2 separate regions of the Capra hircus genome follow, and region 1 is linked to region 2. Evidence: chromatin contacts called from public Hi-C data. All regions are on one chromosome and are shown on one strand. Each heading gives the region's core, a stretch centred on a gene start, on an enhancer-like site or on the middle of the called end of the contact. The rest is flanking DNA. Distances are from core to core; before and after follow the strand shown.

Region 1 (7,680 bases), core at 2,352-4,851, 67 kb after region 2:
CGAGGGAGCAGACCAGGAGTTATCCTGGCAGATCAGACAGGCTTGAGCAAGCTCTCTGCTATTCATCATGGAAGGGTGATAGTAACTAGGGCCTAGACGCCAGCTGGAGAAGTCGTTATCTTCGGAGGGTACAGATTCGTTCCATGGAGTTCTCAAGAAAGGGAAGGACATTTGTCAGCTCTGTGTGGGACCACTGCCCCATCCACTGAGACAGTTAACTTACCTGAGTTCTGATGGGAAGGTCTCCAAGGGTGAGAACTCGAGGGAAGTCTGGTCAGTGGAGCTCACATCCAAAATGACCGTCCAGTCATGAGGCGCAGAACAGAGTGAGTCCTGCCCTTCATTATTTGAGACACTGGCAAAGAACTCCAGTCTCACGACAGCTGTCCAGAAAATGCTGGGTCTTTGTCATGTGCGGGGCAAGGTGCTTGAAGCTTTGTACGTATTGTTTCATTTATCGCTAGGAAAGAGGTGTTGTATGTACCCTTTCCTCCATTCTATACGTAGATAAATTGAAGCGTAAGGAAGTTAAAGGGAAAACAATGAAAGAGTGAGAAGAAGGAAAGGGAAGAAAAGACACTCGTATAATGTCACACAACCAATAGAGCCACTATATGCGTCAAGGTATTAGACTCCAAAGCCAGCCTTTTAACCCCCCTAGATTATGCTATACAGAGCTGTATTTTATCCCATTATTTCATTTTAAACAGGAAAACAAATTAGGACCACTATAAGAAAATAGGCAAGCAAGGGCGTAACTCAACCCATAAGCAAGATTCTGTGGAAGTAAAATTGACAGTAAGGTTAGGAGGTTAGAATGAAGCTAAAACAAACAGTGGCAAAGGCAATGAAAGCCAGCAAGTTCTGAACGTCCAGCACGTTGTACCTGTTTCTGAAATACACTAAGCGGTCTGAAGATACACTGGGCACAGTGATCTCAAAACAGAGCCAGAGCAGCGGTGGGTTTGTTGAACGTTGGCTCGACTTCAAAAACTGACTGTGAAACTCTCAAGTCTTTAGTTTGCAGTCAGAGAAGCCAGGGCAGCTGGATGCAAATCGGAGGTGACTCCAATCTGAAAACAGTGGAACTGGAGAAGAATGTTTGAATGTTAATACCTTTAGCCCAACAATGTTAAAACAGTAAATGAGTAAGATAAATGCTTCACAGAAAGCCTGTGTCACTCACAGCATCCTCAGTCCTGTGAAGAATGGAGAGAGAGAATGAGCTGGGGACAGGCTGGCTCAGCCGAGTCTCTCTCCATCTCTGGAAGGGAGCGCTCAGGGCCCTTTCCTGACTCCTGTGCGCCTTCTTCCCCAGCTGCAGTCCTATCAGGGTGCACAGTACATCAGAGAATGAAACACTTCAGAGCCACCTCCAGGTCCGTTGTTACAGGAAACACACAAAGGGCACCTGACCCACATTTTGGCAGAAATAAGGACGAGGAATGTGGGAGAGACCCCAAAGCTCAGCGAGCACTTTGGCTATTCACACAGCGTCCTCATGGCTTGTTAATGAAAACAAGCCATTGGCATAGCAACACCAGCAACCCCAAACATCTGACTCTCCTGGGGAACACCCTCTCCCACCCCAGCCCAACAGCGAACTATTACAGGCTTCTTAGAAGCTTCTAAGTGGCAGTCAAAACATTTTCAGTTAGCATGCACTCTCTCCTGCTAGTTCATCTCCATATTTTTCTTCTACTTTCACCTCATTTGTCCCAAAGTCACGGTGATGAAAAGTAAATGGCTACACTTGCCCTCCAATGTGGGCAGAAAATTTAGCGCGGGGATTAAGAGCTCAAGCTCTGCCTTTAAAGCATCTGGTTTCAAATCCTGACCCTTGCCCACCTGTGCGACTTTCCCGTCATTTAGAAAAAGGCATAAATGTTAGCAGAATGTTAGCAGATGTTAGCAGAACCTCCTTCCTGGGGTTATTGAGAAGATTAAATGAGAGCATGCCTGGGGAGTGCTCAGCACAGGGCCTGCCACAGAGTAAGTGGGGAAGAAATGTTCAGTACTGCTAACCTCATGTTGTTGCCTAAGAGGCTTCATTACTGTATTGAGTTTGGCAAATGTTTGATCCTGGCAACTTGAAGCTGAAGGACTGCCTGTAGTGAATAATTGCCTTCTCTGTCCATGGAATTCCCCAGGCAAGAATACTGGAGTGGGTTGCTGTTTTCTTCTCCAGGGGATCTTCCCAACCCAGGGATTGAACCTGAGTCCCTTGCATTGCAGGCAGTTTCTTTACCACTGAGCCACCGGGAAGCCCAGTTATCCCACAGAGAGGGTTACTGGCTCAGCTCTCTGAAGCGGTTGCATCTCTTTTTATAGAAAGGCTGCACTTTGGTGGTGTCCTTTGCATGTTTTGATTGGCAAATTGATCCAGGAGTTGGATTGTTGGGAGTGCTGTTATTACGTGAATCCTTTCTTTTGTAACATATTCAGATGTGGGGATTCTATCATCTTGAGATACTCCTGTGATTGGAAAGTTGTCACTCGAGGAGGAAAGTGCTTGTACAAGGAGGGAGGGGAAGAAGGGTCGAGCTTGGCTCACCTCCACTGTGCCCTGCCCACTTTCTCCACCCCCTGCCACCCTTTTGTCTCAGAGATGTCAGGGACCCTGGTGAGAATGACTGATCCCACCCCTCCAGTGGATTCTTACTGTCAAAGCAGGTCCAAGCACTGCCTGCCTCAAGGTGACCAGGTGGGCTTGCTTTCCTTGTTTCAGATGTGAGGTCCATAGTGACATAATATCCTGCTTTTTAGAGGGGGCTGTAGGGACTCAGTTATATTCACATCAGGATACCGAAATATCAGCAGAAACAGTATTCCTAACAGATCTATAAATCATCCTCTCCAAGAAATAGCTGCATGGAAGGGAGAAGCCTTCTAAGACCAGGCCTTTGGTGTCTTTGCAGAAGCTTTCCAGAACATACCAAGCAGGGGTGGGGGGCCGTTAATCCCAGTTCATGCATTTTCCCCCCTTTTCTATCACCATCCCTCCCTCTCAGGGTTCTCTAAGTCTGTGTTACAAAGTCCTCTTTATACTTTCCCTGGTGGCCGACCACGGGCCTTAACTCAATGACCTTCCATGTGGTTAAGCTCAAACCATGTAATTAACATGAGTCAAGTATCCACGAACTGAGTAGTTGTTTGCAAATGATAAATTCTGATTCCCCCAACAAATATTTATGCCTTCTCTGCACCTGTGCAAAACGGTGGGCACGTACAGTGGTAAGAAAAGAAGCCCTCTGAGGGCAGAGGTCATAACTGAAGGTAATGAGCGAGATCGACATGGTGATGAAACCAACAAGTACGGCATTATTCATTTCATTCATGAAGGAGAAAACAGGATTAATGCCATGAGAGGAAACAGCAAGATCACCAACTCCGGAGGAAGAGAACAGGCAAGGCTTCTTTGAGGAGGAGATATTTAAGCCAAGACTGAAGGAGGAGGAAAAGCAGAAGTGGGACGGGGGATAAGGGCACGCTTCTCAGGTCGAGGAAGCAGCAAGGATAAGAATCCTGGGGCAGTGACATGTTCCTGTCCTGTGAGTGACGGTGGGCAGTGAGCGACACAGGAAAGGCAGGCCGGGCCGAGATCCCGAGGCCCTGGGAGCGGTGACTCCATTCTTTGCAGATGCTGACACCAGAAGAAGGGTAGTGACCGTTGAGACTGTATTCTTCACAGATCTCTGTGGTGCCTAGTGGATTTGGAGGTGAGGCCATGGCCGGAGTCCAGGCGAGCACGGGTGGTGACTGCATGGTGCTAGGATGGTGGCCGTGGAGGTGGAATGTGCTCGATGGTGTTGTCGGGGACAAGGAGAAAAAAGAAGCCCCCAAGTGCACTTTCAAGGCTGACGGCACAGTCCGTTCTCATTGACCTTTCTTCCTCGGTTATGTTTCCCCTTATTCAGAACAGTTACAAGTCTTTCTCTCTTTAGTCAGCTTAAGTCTTTAGCCAAGTGTGGGGACTTCAGCCAGTCGTGATTAGGAAGCCACAGTCTGAACTCTTACATGTCACTCTTTCTTTTACAGCCTACCAGGACTTCCTCCGAAAGCATTTACTCTCGACCAGGCTCCAGCATCCCTGGATCCCCGGGCCATACTATCTATGTAAGTATCCGCTTCTGGAAGAGATACTTCCAGGCCAGGTAAGGTAGCAGATGGTAAGTGTGGACTGGATAGTCTGAAAGGGAATAATTCAAAATGCTTTCTATTTCTGTTACGAGATCCAGTTTTCATTCTTGTAGATCAGCCATCTCAATCCCATTTTCCTCCAGACGATCGAATGTTTCTGTGGATGTGACCATCAGTATAGAGTGATTGAGTAGATAACCCTATAAAATGCAGTAATGTAATACAGGACTTGAAAAATTATTGCACCTAACTTGCATATAGATATTTGGAGATTAATTATATGTTTTATAATTCCAGTACTGAGTGTCCTTAAATTCTGCCACAAAGGTCTTTAAATATTTAGTTTATTAAATATGCAGTTCTTGTTTTTAGCCATCTGGGAGGATTTTTTGACCATCTGTTTGAGCTTTCCCTTCTCTGTCATAAATTTAGGAAATCCTGAAGGTTTGCATTCTTCTCTATTTGATGAATTCTACTTAGACTTTTTCCCAAGCTTTTGGTGACTTTTTTTTGAAAACATGAATATCTGGTATAAATGGGCAACTTTATTTTTTAAATTTATTTTCTTAACATATAGTTGATGTACAATATTATATCTATTTCCACTGTATAGTAAAATAATTTAGTTATACATATGTGCACATATTACTTTTCATATTCTCTGCCATTATTTCACAGGATATTGAATATAGTTTCCTATACTGTACAGTAAGACTCTTGTTTATCCATTCTACATAAGAAATTTTGCATCTGTTAGTCTCAAACTCCTAATTCTTCCCACCCCAATCTCCCTCCCTCTAGGCAATCACAATTCTGTTCTCCATGTCTGTGAGTCTTAAACAGGCAACTTTATAAACAGTGACCATGCTGAGCAAAGTATTTTGGGATTTGTTAATTTTTAAGATTTTAACTCTTTAAATAAGACGTGAGACGCACGAACCACAGTTCCTCAAACATAAGATGGCAGAATGATTTTTCTTTCTGTTTAACTTTGGCAGGCAAAAGTGGACAATGAAATCCTGGATTACAAGGATTTAGCAGCCATTCCCAAGGTCAAGGCAATTTATGACATTGAACGTCCAGATCTTATTACCTATGAGCCTTTCTACTCTTCGGGCTATGATGACAAACAGGAGAGGCAGAGCCTGGGAGAGGTAATAAATTCCCGGAAGTTGTGACTGGCACAACTTCTTTCTCTTTTGCCACCTGTATAAAAACTACTGATTGGGATCAAGATGAGTCAGAGAGTCCTCCTCATTGCTCACTGTTGGCAGGCTTCTGTAGCAGGTGCCTTAGGTAGTCAGAAGCCTATTGCACCATCCCCTCCCCGTGGGAGGTGTGGAGAGGTGGGAAGCAGACCAACCATAGCAAACAGGGCAGGAGGAGTGAGTATCAGGACCAAGCCGGAGGGAAGAGGAGCTGACTTGCTGGGAAGGGAGCCGAAACTGGGGAGAGTCTGTGAGCAGAGGCTTTGGGGGGAAGGGTCCTCCGGGGTGAGGGGGGAGCCTTGGGGCGAGCTGAAATATATTCATGGGGCTCCTGAGGAGAGAGAGCACACCCCCTAAATTTTGACAACTGTGTCTTCCAGCATCGTAAGATAATTAGTATATGCAAGAAAAGAACGCATAGGGTCGCAGTGCAGCACAGTGGTATGAGATGGGCTTCTGGAATCAAGTTACCTGGGCTTAACCCAGGGACTCCACTCATTCGTTACGTGACTTTGACCGTGAGACACCCTTTATAATTCTAACTTCTTTGTCTGTAAAGCAGATAATGACAGAATCTATGTATATACATACATATGTGTGTATATATTTACATATATATATATATCTTTAATTTTTTTTTGTTTTTCTAATCTGGTTTTGTATTCCAGAGCATAGCTCCTGGGTGAAATGATCCCTAGGGTGGGAAGTGGTGTCTGTTTTCATGTAGTGCCACCTAGTGGTCACATTGCTGTAACTGCACCTGCAGCCTTTGACGTGCAGGTTGATTGATCGATTGGCTTGGGAGGTTCAGTTGCCTTTGCGGGGCAGAGTTTCACAGAGGATAAGGGGCAAAGGAAGGTTCCTGAACAGAGTGCATAGAAGCTGGTCCTACAGAAGTGAATGAGAATTGCCTAATGTTCAAGCCATACAAGCAAGGGGAGGCGAGTTGCTTTATGGTGTTATGGGCCCAGATGTTTGAGCTTTGAAGTGAACATTTCTGTGTTTGGAACCAGACTCTGATATTTACTCTCCATATGACTTTGGGAAAATTGCATATTTCCATCTCGTTATCTGTAGACTCAAGATAATAGGGACACCTACCGTAGAGGTTTTCTGTAAGGATTAAGTGAAATATTTAGATTCTGGCACATAATAAGTACTCAACAATAACCTAGACTGATGGCCTACTGGTTTCTCTGAGCATAGAGTCTGGACTAGGTGGATGCCTTCCCATCAGAAATCAGATGTGTTCATGAACTCGTCTCCAACCCATGAAGCTTGCACTTTAGAAGAGTTTGCAAGCTGTTTCGTTATCCTTTCAATCATTAGCACTTCCATAGAATCCATATACTGCCGTTTTAGAAACACTGGAGACGTAAGCTTGAAGTTCTGTGTAGCCATCTGTGCCTCCAGAAAGCAGACCAGACCAGACCATGGGGCTCGAGGAAGTCTGGAGTACAGATGGCTAGCAACTTCTTGTACACTTAGGAAAGAAGGGCAAATTTTGAAACTGAGAAATCCGCCAGTGGCCGTGTTCTTCAGAACACTTCATTTGCATTTCATTTCTGTTTGAAAGCTTTTTTGCATTTTCAGTTGTGAATATTTCATTCATTCATTTAGGAAATATTCATTGGGTACCTAATATGTGCCAGGAGCTGCTCCAGTCGCTGGGAACACTCAGTTGTAAATGAATGGATTTCTTGCCCTCATGGAGCTTGCAGTGGAAAGTGGGAGACATATAATAGACAGACAGATACAGAACATAATATTACAGAGTGCTGTTGCGTTGACGGAAAATGAAGCAGAGTAAGGAGAAAGTACACGGGGGTCGGGGGGTGCTGGGTTGCTGCTTTAAGTGGGAGGATCACAGAAGGTACTGGGTGGTAATGCATTTGAGCAGAGGCCTCACTGAAGATGGGGAGTGAGCCCTGCAGGTGTCCGAGTGGAGAGCACTGCTGGCAGAGGACACAGCAAGTGCAAAGGCCCTGAGGTGAGAGAGTGCTTGGCCTGCTGGCTGCCTCGAGGAATCCTAGAAAAGATGGAAGCCAGAAGGTGAATGGTGATGAGGTCGACAAGGCCTCCTGGGGAAGATGCCACCAAGGCAGTCACCATAACATATTACGTGATTACTTACTGTGGTTATAACTTAGTCAGCAACTGTGCTTACCACATTCTGTTTCAGTAGACACTGTAACTCATGGTGGTAAACCATGAATATAGAGAGGAAGTAGTTCCAATTTCTCTAACTTAATTACCTAGAAGCATTACAGCATATTTGTCAAAACCCGTGGTTATCAGGCAGACACGTGCGCCCCAGCCCCCCAAGGGCTTT
Region 2 (7,241 bases), core at 783-3,282:
AGAAGAGAGAATTCAAGTTGGGCTAGAAATGTCATCATTAGTACAGGAGCAGCAGCCACAGATGTGGTCAGAAGAGGGGGGTATTGAATCACTTTGTGTACTGAGGGGACTTGTCTGCACACTTCTTTATTCTCTGAATGATTTTTGTGATCAATTGGGGATATCAGGGGCAAGCTGCCAGCAATGCTTTCTTTCCCTTTCTCAGGTACATTGATTTTAAGTGTCTCTATTTGGAGAAGGCAATGGCACCCCACTCCAGTACTCTTGCCTGGAAAATTCCATGGACAGAGGAGCCTGGTAGGCTGCAGGCCATGGGGTCGCTAAGAGTTGGACAGGACTGAGCGACTTCACTTTCACTTTTCACTTTCATGCATTGGAGAAGGAGATGGCAACCCGCTCCAGTGTTCTTGCCTGGAGAATCCCAGGGACAGTGGAGCCTGGTGGGCTGCTGTCTATGGGGTCGCACAGAGTCGGACACGACTGAAGCGACTTAGCAGCAGCAGCAGACATTTAAATTGCTTTCCAGAAAGGTTGCCCAATTTACATGCAAGCCTCAGAGATAATGCATGCTCAGTGGATTGGTTCAAGACCACCACAGTAAGGCAAATACAGCAGTTAAATGAGCCACACAAATTGTTTGCTTTCCCAGTGCATAATGAAAGTTATATTTACTCTATGCTGTAGTCTGCTGAGTGCGCAATAGCATTATGTCTAAAACAGCAATGTACGTGCCTAAATTAGAAAATATTGCTGAAAAAATGCTACCATCTGAGCCTTCAGTGAGTCATAGTAGTAATATCAAATATGACTGATCACAGATCACCATAACAGATATAATCATAATGAAAAAGTTTGAAAAATTGGAAGAATACCTAAATGTGACACAGAGACATGAAGATAGCAAAGGTTTTTGAAAAGATGATGCCAATAGACTTGATCCAGGTAGCATTGCCACAAATCTTGAATTTGTTTAAAAAAAAAAGTATTATCTTCGAAGCACAATCAAATGGTGTATGCCTATACATTCTTCTGGGTTCTTTTAAATACTCAGCTTCCCTAATAATGATGTATCTAATAATCAGAATAACAGCAACTATAATAATAGCAAACTTTCATAGAGACCTGAGTCCTTTATTCCATTGAATCCTCATCAGAGAACTTGAGACAGGCACTAATAACATCCTGGCTTTCATATGAGGATCCCAAGGCTTAGAAAAGGGGGGAACTAGGCTGGGTCACGTGGTTAGCCAACAGCGAGCTGGGGTTCAGAACCAGGGTGTCCCATTCCAGGGCCTACATTCTTTACTGTGAAGAAATACCTTCTTCTTTATCTTCTTCATAGGATCCTGCCACGGAGAATTTAAAGCTGAGGAATTAAGAGCCACTGAATTGATGATCACAAATTTTGGAAAGTCTGGTTTAGGGTGATAAGGAAGTAGAGTCCTGTTTACAAAAATGAGACTTAGGGCATTGCTCCAGAAGTCGCATATATAGTATTAAGGGAGGCAGCCAGCATGGGAGGGGGAGGGGGAGCTGGTACTTAGCTACTCACAGGTGCCCTCAATTAATAAAGGCTGAGGAGCGCCTTCTTAAAATCACAGCCAAGACGCTATAATTAAATATTCTCTGGGCCAGCTGGAGCTCAGAGGCTGTTTAAATCACCCCCAAGGAAATGAACAGATGAAGGACATCCAGGCCCTTGGATCTGCTGAGGCTCATGATGTTCCCCCTCTAAGGGAGGATAGGGGGTCTGCGAGCCCTCTGGGCGAGAACGCGGAATGAAATGGCGCTTAAGTAAATAGTTATTGAGTATGTGGTGGGTGCATGCTGGGGATCAAAGGGGGTCCACCTGCTTGGATTAGCAAAACTATGGATTTAACAAACGTGGAGTAAGGGCCGGCGGCTGCTCTTTTCCAGATTGCGCTGGCTGCGGACGAGACATCAAGAATGGACAGGCCCTGCTGGCGCTGGAAAAGCAGTGGCACTTGGGTTGCTTTAAGTGCAAGTCCTGCGGGAAAGTCCTCACCGGCGAGTACATCAGCAAGTAAGCCTGGGGCGCAGGCGCGGATGGATCCTTCAGCAGGGGTGGGGCATCGTGGGCTGCCCTGCGCTCGCGGAATACACTCTAGCCCAGCCCAGCCCATCAGACATAATGAAAGACCTTCACATTCCACAATCCGTATGAACTTTTTGCTATGAAACTTTGGAAAGAAATTTTATTCTTCTGTTGTTGCCTGCTATAAATTTAATGAAATGTTCATCATTGCCTAATGGAACAGTTAACGAAGCTGACATAATGGTGGGCTCTATGTTGCAACCAATTAAGCGTTTAGTAATTTTACTTTCGCTAATCCCCCCCATCCCCGTCATTTCCCCATTGAAACTACTGATGGTAAACCTTTATCCTCCTTCCAGGTCTCAGCCATGTCTGCTGGCCCTCCCCTGCCCCCATCCCCCCAAAAAGAAACTCAGCGTCCAGGCACAGAGCCCATTAGGACCACTCTGGAGTAGGTTCCTTAGAGTCCGAGGCTGGTGTGGAGAAGAGCTAGAGCAGGTGACGTTTTGAGGGTTTTGTTTAATGTGACCTTGAATAGCTAGTTACAGTGGTTACCTTTTAAATTGAGGAAAGAATGAGCATGGGGTGGGGGGAGGGCCTAGAGGCAGTAAGGGAAAATTTTCCCCTATCCACTTTTAAAAATGTTCTCCAACCAGCATCTATTAAAAAATTTTTTTAATGAATTTAATGTATGAATATACACAGTGAAACTAAATAAGTAGCTTGGGCCCCACCCCCTAGAAATCTAATTCTCCAGATCTGGGGTAAAGCAAACCCTGGTATTTGGGAGGCAGAAACTACACAGGTGATTCTGAGGCACAGCCAAAGAGAACTGCTCCGCCTTTAACACTGACGCCTGTGCAGAGCTAGGTAACTGGGCTGTCTGGAGACGGTTTAACTCTCCCATGCAATGGCACACCTAGAACATGATATTTTAACTGTGTCATGAGGTAAATGAGGGGCTTCCCAGGTAGTGCTAGTGGTAAAGAACCCGCCTGCCAATGCAGGAGACATAAGAGATGCAGGTTCGATCCCTGGGTGGGGAAGATCCCCCTGGAGAAGGGCATGGCAACCCACTCCAGTATTCTTGCCTGGAGAATCCCATGGACAGAGGAGCCTGGTGGGCCTCAGTCTGTAGGGTCGCAAAGAGTTGGACACGACTGAAGCAACTTAGCACGCATGCAACAGGTAAATGAAGGCAGTTTCAGGAGGATGGTTGAGAGGCCCTGGGCCCCCAGGCTCCCTCAGGGCCAAGGAGAAGGCATCTCTGCGCTCTTAGGAGGCTCTGGTGTGTGAATCGAGGAGGTGTGGGGGAGGAGACAAGGAAGAGGAGCATGGGACTACAGCTGAAGCCCACCAGGCCTGGTGCTGCAAGAGGGGGACGCCTTGGTTTTTGCTAGCGAGGTCTGAGGCAGTCAAGGAATGCGCAGCGACAGCCATTTGGCTGTTACTCCCGTGTGGCCTGGAGGACCTCAGCACTCTCGCTGGAGAGTTTGCTTTTGTGGGTTTTGACCCTCCCCCCCCAGGGCTCCTCCAGGCATGTGAATGGTAGTTGAGCGAGAAATAACTTCTGCTCCCCTTCTGAGCAACTGGGCGGAGAGAGATGGGCTCTGGACGTCTTTCCTGCCCTTGGAAGCTGAGCTGTCTTTGTCCTGCAGGGATGGTGCTCCATATTGTGAAAAGGACTACCAGGGGCTCTTCGGGGTAAAATGTGAAGCCTGCCACCAGTTCATCACAGGGAAAGTCCTGGAGGTAAGTGACACACGGGCGCCCCTCAGAACCACCGTCATGGTCCTCAAGGCTCTCGGAAACACACAAGGGTCTCTTTTTCCATCTTTTTCTCACTTGCGGAGGAAAGAAAGTAGAGAATGTCTGTGTAACATTGTCTTCTCAGGCAGTGTCTACTTCATGCTGGAAACCGGAAGGATAGAGGACATGAGGGAAAAAAAGAATGAAAAAGAGTCTAGAGGAATTATGTAGGAGGAACGGTTATATTAAACTGTTCTTTTATTTAGAAGTTAGAAAAGAGGAAATGAAGACTGTGTTCGAGCCACGTGTGTCTGTGTATACAAATGTGTGTATAAGTAAGTGAGTAAGTGTTAGTTGCTCAGTCGTGCCCAACTCTTTGCAACGCCATGGACTGCAGCTCACCAGGCTCCTCTGTCCATGAGATTTTCCAGGCAAGGATACTGGAGTGGGTTGCCATTTCCTTTTCCAGGGATCTTCCCAACCCAGGGATCGAACCCGGGTTTCCTGCACTGCAGGCCGATTCTTTACCAACTGAGCTACAATATGTGCCCGCATATCTGTGTGTGCACATATGTGTGTGCTCATGTGTGTACACATGGGAGCATACAGACTCAGGGAACAGAGGCTCTGAATGGAAGTTAAGAGAAGAAAGTCGTTAGAGGTGAGGGTGTAGGCTTCCTCACCCTTAGAAAACCACATCCTGTGTGACCCAGAACGTCCTGTGGCCCAGGCTGACAGAAGCCTGTCAAGCTCAGGTGTGACTGCCTCGCACTGGGAAGCTTGATTCCTGCTTTCTCAGCAGTTGCCCCACCAGCTTCTGCCTCTGGGCGGAACTGAGCTCCTGAGTTGGCACCATCAGTAGACTTGGGGCCAGAGGTCAAAGAGTCACTCCTACCTGCCCACAAGCCTGCGAGATATTAACCCACTATTATGGGAAAAGTAAGGGCTTCCCAGGTAGCTTCCCAGGTGGGTCAGTGGTAAAGAATCCGCCTGCTAGTGCAGGAGATACAAGAGACCTGGGTTCAACCCCTGGGTCAGGAAGATCCCCTGCAGGAGGAAATGGCAACCCACTCCAGTATTCTTGCCTAGAGAATTCCATGGACAGAGGAGCCTGGAGGGCTACAGTCCACAGGGTCACAAAGAGCTGGACACCACTGAGTGCACACACACACACAGGACAAGTAAACATTGCCTCACACCCACCCCAAGTCTCAGGGTGAGGATGTGTGCTAAGCAGGGGTGGGTCAGGACGCCCAATAGGGTCCTGGGAACATGACCGGGCAACTTGTCACATTGCTTCTGTAGACACCAGGTCACTATATCCACATCACCACATTCAAATTTCCCAGCAGGGTGTGGTCCAGGGACCCAGGACATGAATCTGAGTGGCCCCTGAGGTGTCCCTGGGCATCTTCTGTGGGTGTAGTCTTCCTAATCCCACAGCAAGCCCCATGATGCCTTCCTGCCCATGAAATGCAGGACAGGGGGCAGTGCTGGCTCTGTGCTGGACCTAGTCCAGCTAATTAGATTTGAGATGCAGGTTGTCAGTGCAATTCCTGACCCAGAGGAACAGTGTTTCGGGAAGAGGAAACTGGAGTGGCAGAGGCTCAGCAGCAAGGACAAGTACAGCATACCCAAGAAACCAAGTCATTTGGGCAGGACTGTGGGTGAGAGAGAGGATGCTGGAGGAAAGGAGGGGCCCGAGTGTGAGGACCTCAGAAATCAGTCAGGAGTTTGGCTTTACCTTGAGGATAGTGGGAAGTATTGAAGTGATTGTAGCTGGAACATCACGTGATAGGATCAGACTGCAGTGTGAAGAATGGGAGGGAGTCCTCAAATGAGTGTGCCCCCCTGTTCACAGCAGCTCTGCTCACACCAGGCAGAAGGGAAAGCAACCCACGAGTACATGGATGGATGGATAAACACAGTGTAGTATTTAGAGACAGTAGCCTGTCCCCCAGCCTTAGGAAGGAATTCTGACATGTGCTACAGCATGCATGTACCTTGAAAACATTATGCCAAGTGGTAGAAGACTGCATACTATGTGATTCTATTTACATGAAATATCCGGAATAGATGGATCCATAGAGAAAGCAGTTACCTGGACTTGAGTGCAGGGAGAGAGTAGGGAGTAACTGATTGTTGGTTCCCACTTAGGGTGATGAATCTGCTTCAGAAGTAGAGGAAGTGGTTGCACAACCTTGTGAATATCCTAGGTGTCATGGAGTAGTTCCCTTTAAAATGGTGTATCTGGTGTTATGTGAATTTCACCTCAAATGAAAAACATTAATGGATGTAAATGGAGTTGGGGGGCAGACAGGGAGGGCAGGTAGAGGAGAGCTTTGGACAGCAAACAGTGGTGCCGCTGGCTGGAGTGACACCTGAGAAGTGGACCCCCACCACCCACACACAGTTGGGGTAAGGGGGATTTTTCATGGCCCTTCCAATAAAGCTTTTATTTTGAGTCCAAGGATACTTCAAGGCTGGGTTTGGGGCCCAAGGTCATGCACATCCTTAGGAAAGCTATTGGAGAAGATGGATGTGACGCGTCCAGAGTGTCGCTTGAAATCCAGCCATCTCATCCCCAGACAAGTGCAGTGGTCCTTGTCTGTCCTCTCAATCTGTCCCTCGTCCCTCCACAGAGCAAGGAGCCCTGCGAGAGACTCAACAGCATTTCCTTTGAGCTTCCCAAGTTTGATCTGCTACATGGGACTGAAATAAACCTGTTGAGGTGGGAGCAGTTAGGAAATTTCATTTTAAAACAGCAGGAGGATGGGGTTTAGACTTACTGGAGTAATCCATGCATGAAAAAACCAAATCACTATGCTGTACTCCTGAAACTAATATAATATTGTATGTGGATCCTAATTCAGTAACAAATAAATAAAACACTAGAACTATTTCCCAGATGTTTGGCTATAGCTAAAGGGACAGGAAGACAGTGAATGCCGCCCCCAGCTTGGAGTCCCCACATTTGTAGACAGCATGGATGGAGGCAGCTCTCTCCTCAGGCCACATGTGGGACTGTGGGGCCCCCCCCCAAAAAAAGAGTTGGGGAGACAAAAGGACTGAGGAGGGCGGGGTGTTGATTACCTTCAGATTTAGTTCAACTGCTGTGGGAAGGAATCTCTAAAAGAAAACTGGATCCAAGAATGTGCCGTGTTGAAGACACATCTGCTCGCTCTGCTTTTTCCCTGGAGGCTGAGTACTTCGATGCTGGTAGGGGCTGTGAGGGTCCCTTACCACGTTGGCTTCAGGCCTCCGTGAGGGCCAATGGTGGGGGTGAGACCTTGCACCCTTTCCACACAGACCCACAGAGGTGGGGCTTCTGGGAGCAGTTTGCAGCGGGGTTCCGGGCAGAGTCAAGACCCACCCAGTGGGCGTGCTGTCCCTCTCAGATGGGTGTGTGATCTAGAAAATCATCCTGCGCTGTGAG

What was found. Hi-C and Micro-C count contacts between places; a contact is called where the count stands out from the background.
Region 1: a contact with region 2 is called in a Hi-C map of blood, with 4 times the contacts expected there. The contact joins two enhancer-like sites. A contact is called at or near these places in 2 of 5 Hi-C or Micro-C datasets (both in blood).

What each region holds. Positions count from the first base shown.
Region 1 is chr26:17,036,505-17,044,184 of ARS1.2, forward strand. It overlaps ABLIM1 (actin-binding LIM protein 1), which reads left to right. Exons shown (of 23, transcript XM_018041203.1): 9 at 4,039-4,116; 10 at 5,139-5,294. Among named protein-coding and RNA genes, the nearest start is that of AFAP1L2, 73 kb to the right of the region's middle. Within about 2 kb of position 3,602, at least 2 of the 5 cell types and tissues checked have an H3K27ac peak or open chromatin away from gene starts, as enhancers often do.
Region 2 is chr26:16,971,364-16,978,604 of ARS1.2, forward strand. It overlaps ABLIM1 (actin-binding LIM protein 1), which reads left to right. Exons shown (of 23, transcript XM_018041203.1): 5 at 1,918-2,044; 6 at 3,715-3,808. Among named protein-coding and RNA genes, the nearest start is that of AFAP1L2, 140 kb to the right of the region's middle. Within about 2 kb of position 2,033, at least 1 of the 5 cell types and tissues checked has an H3K27ac peak or open chromatin away from gene starts, as enhancers often do.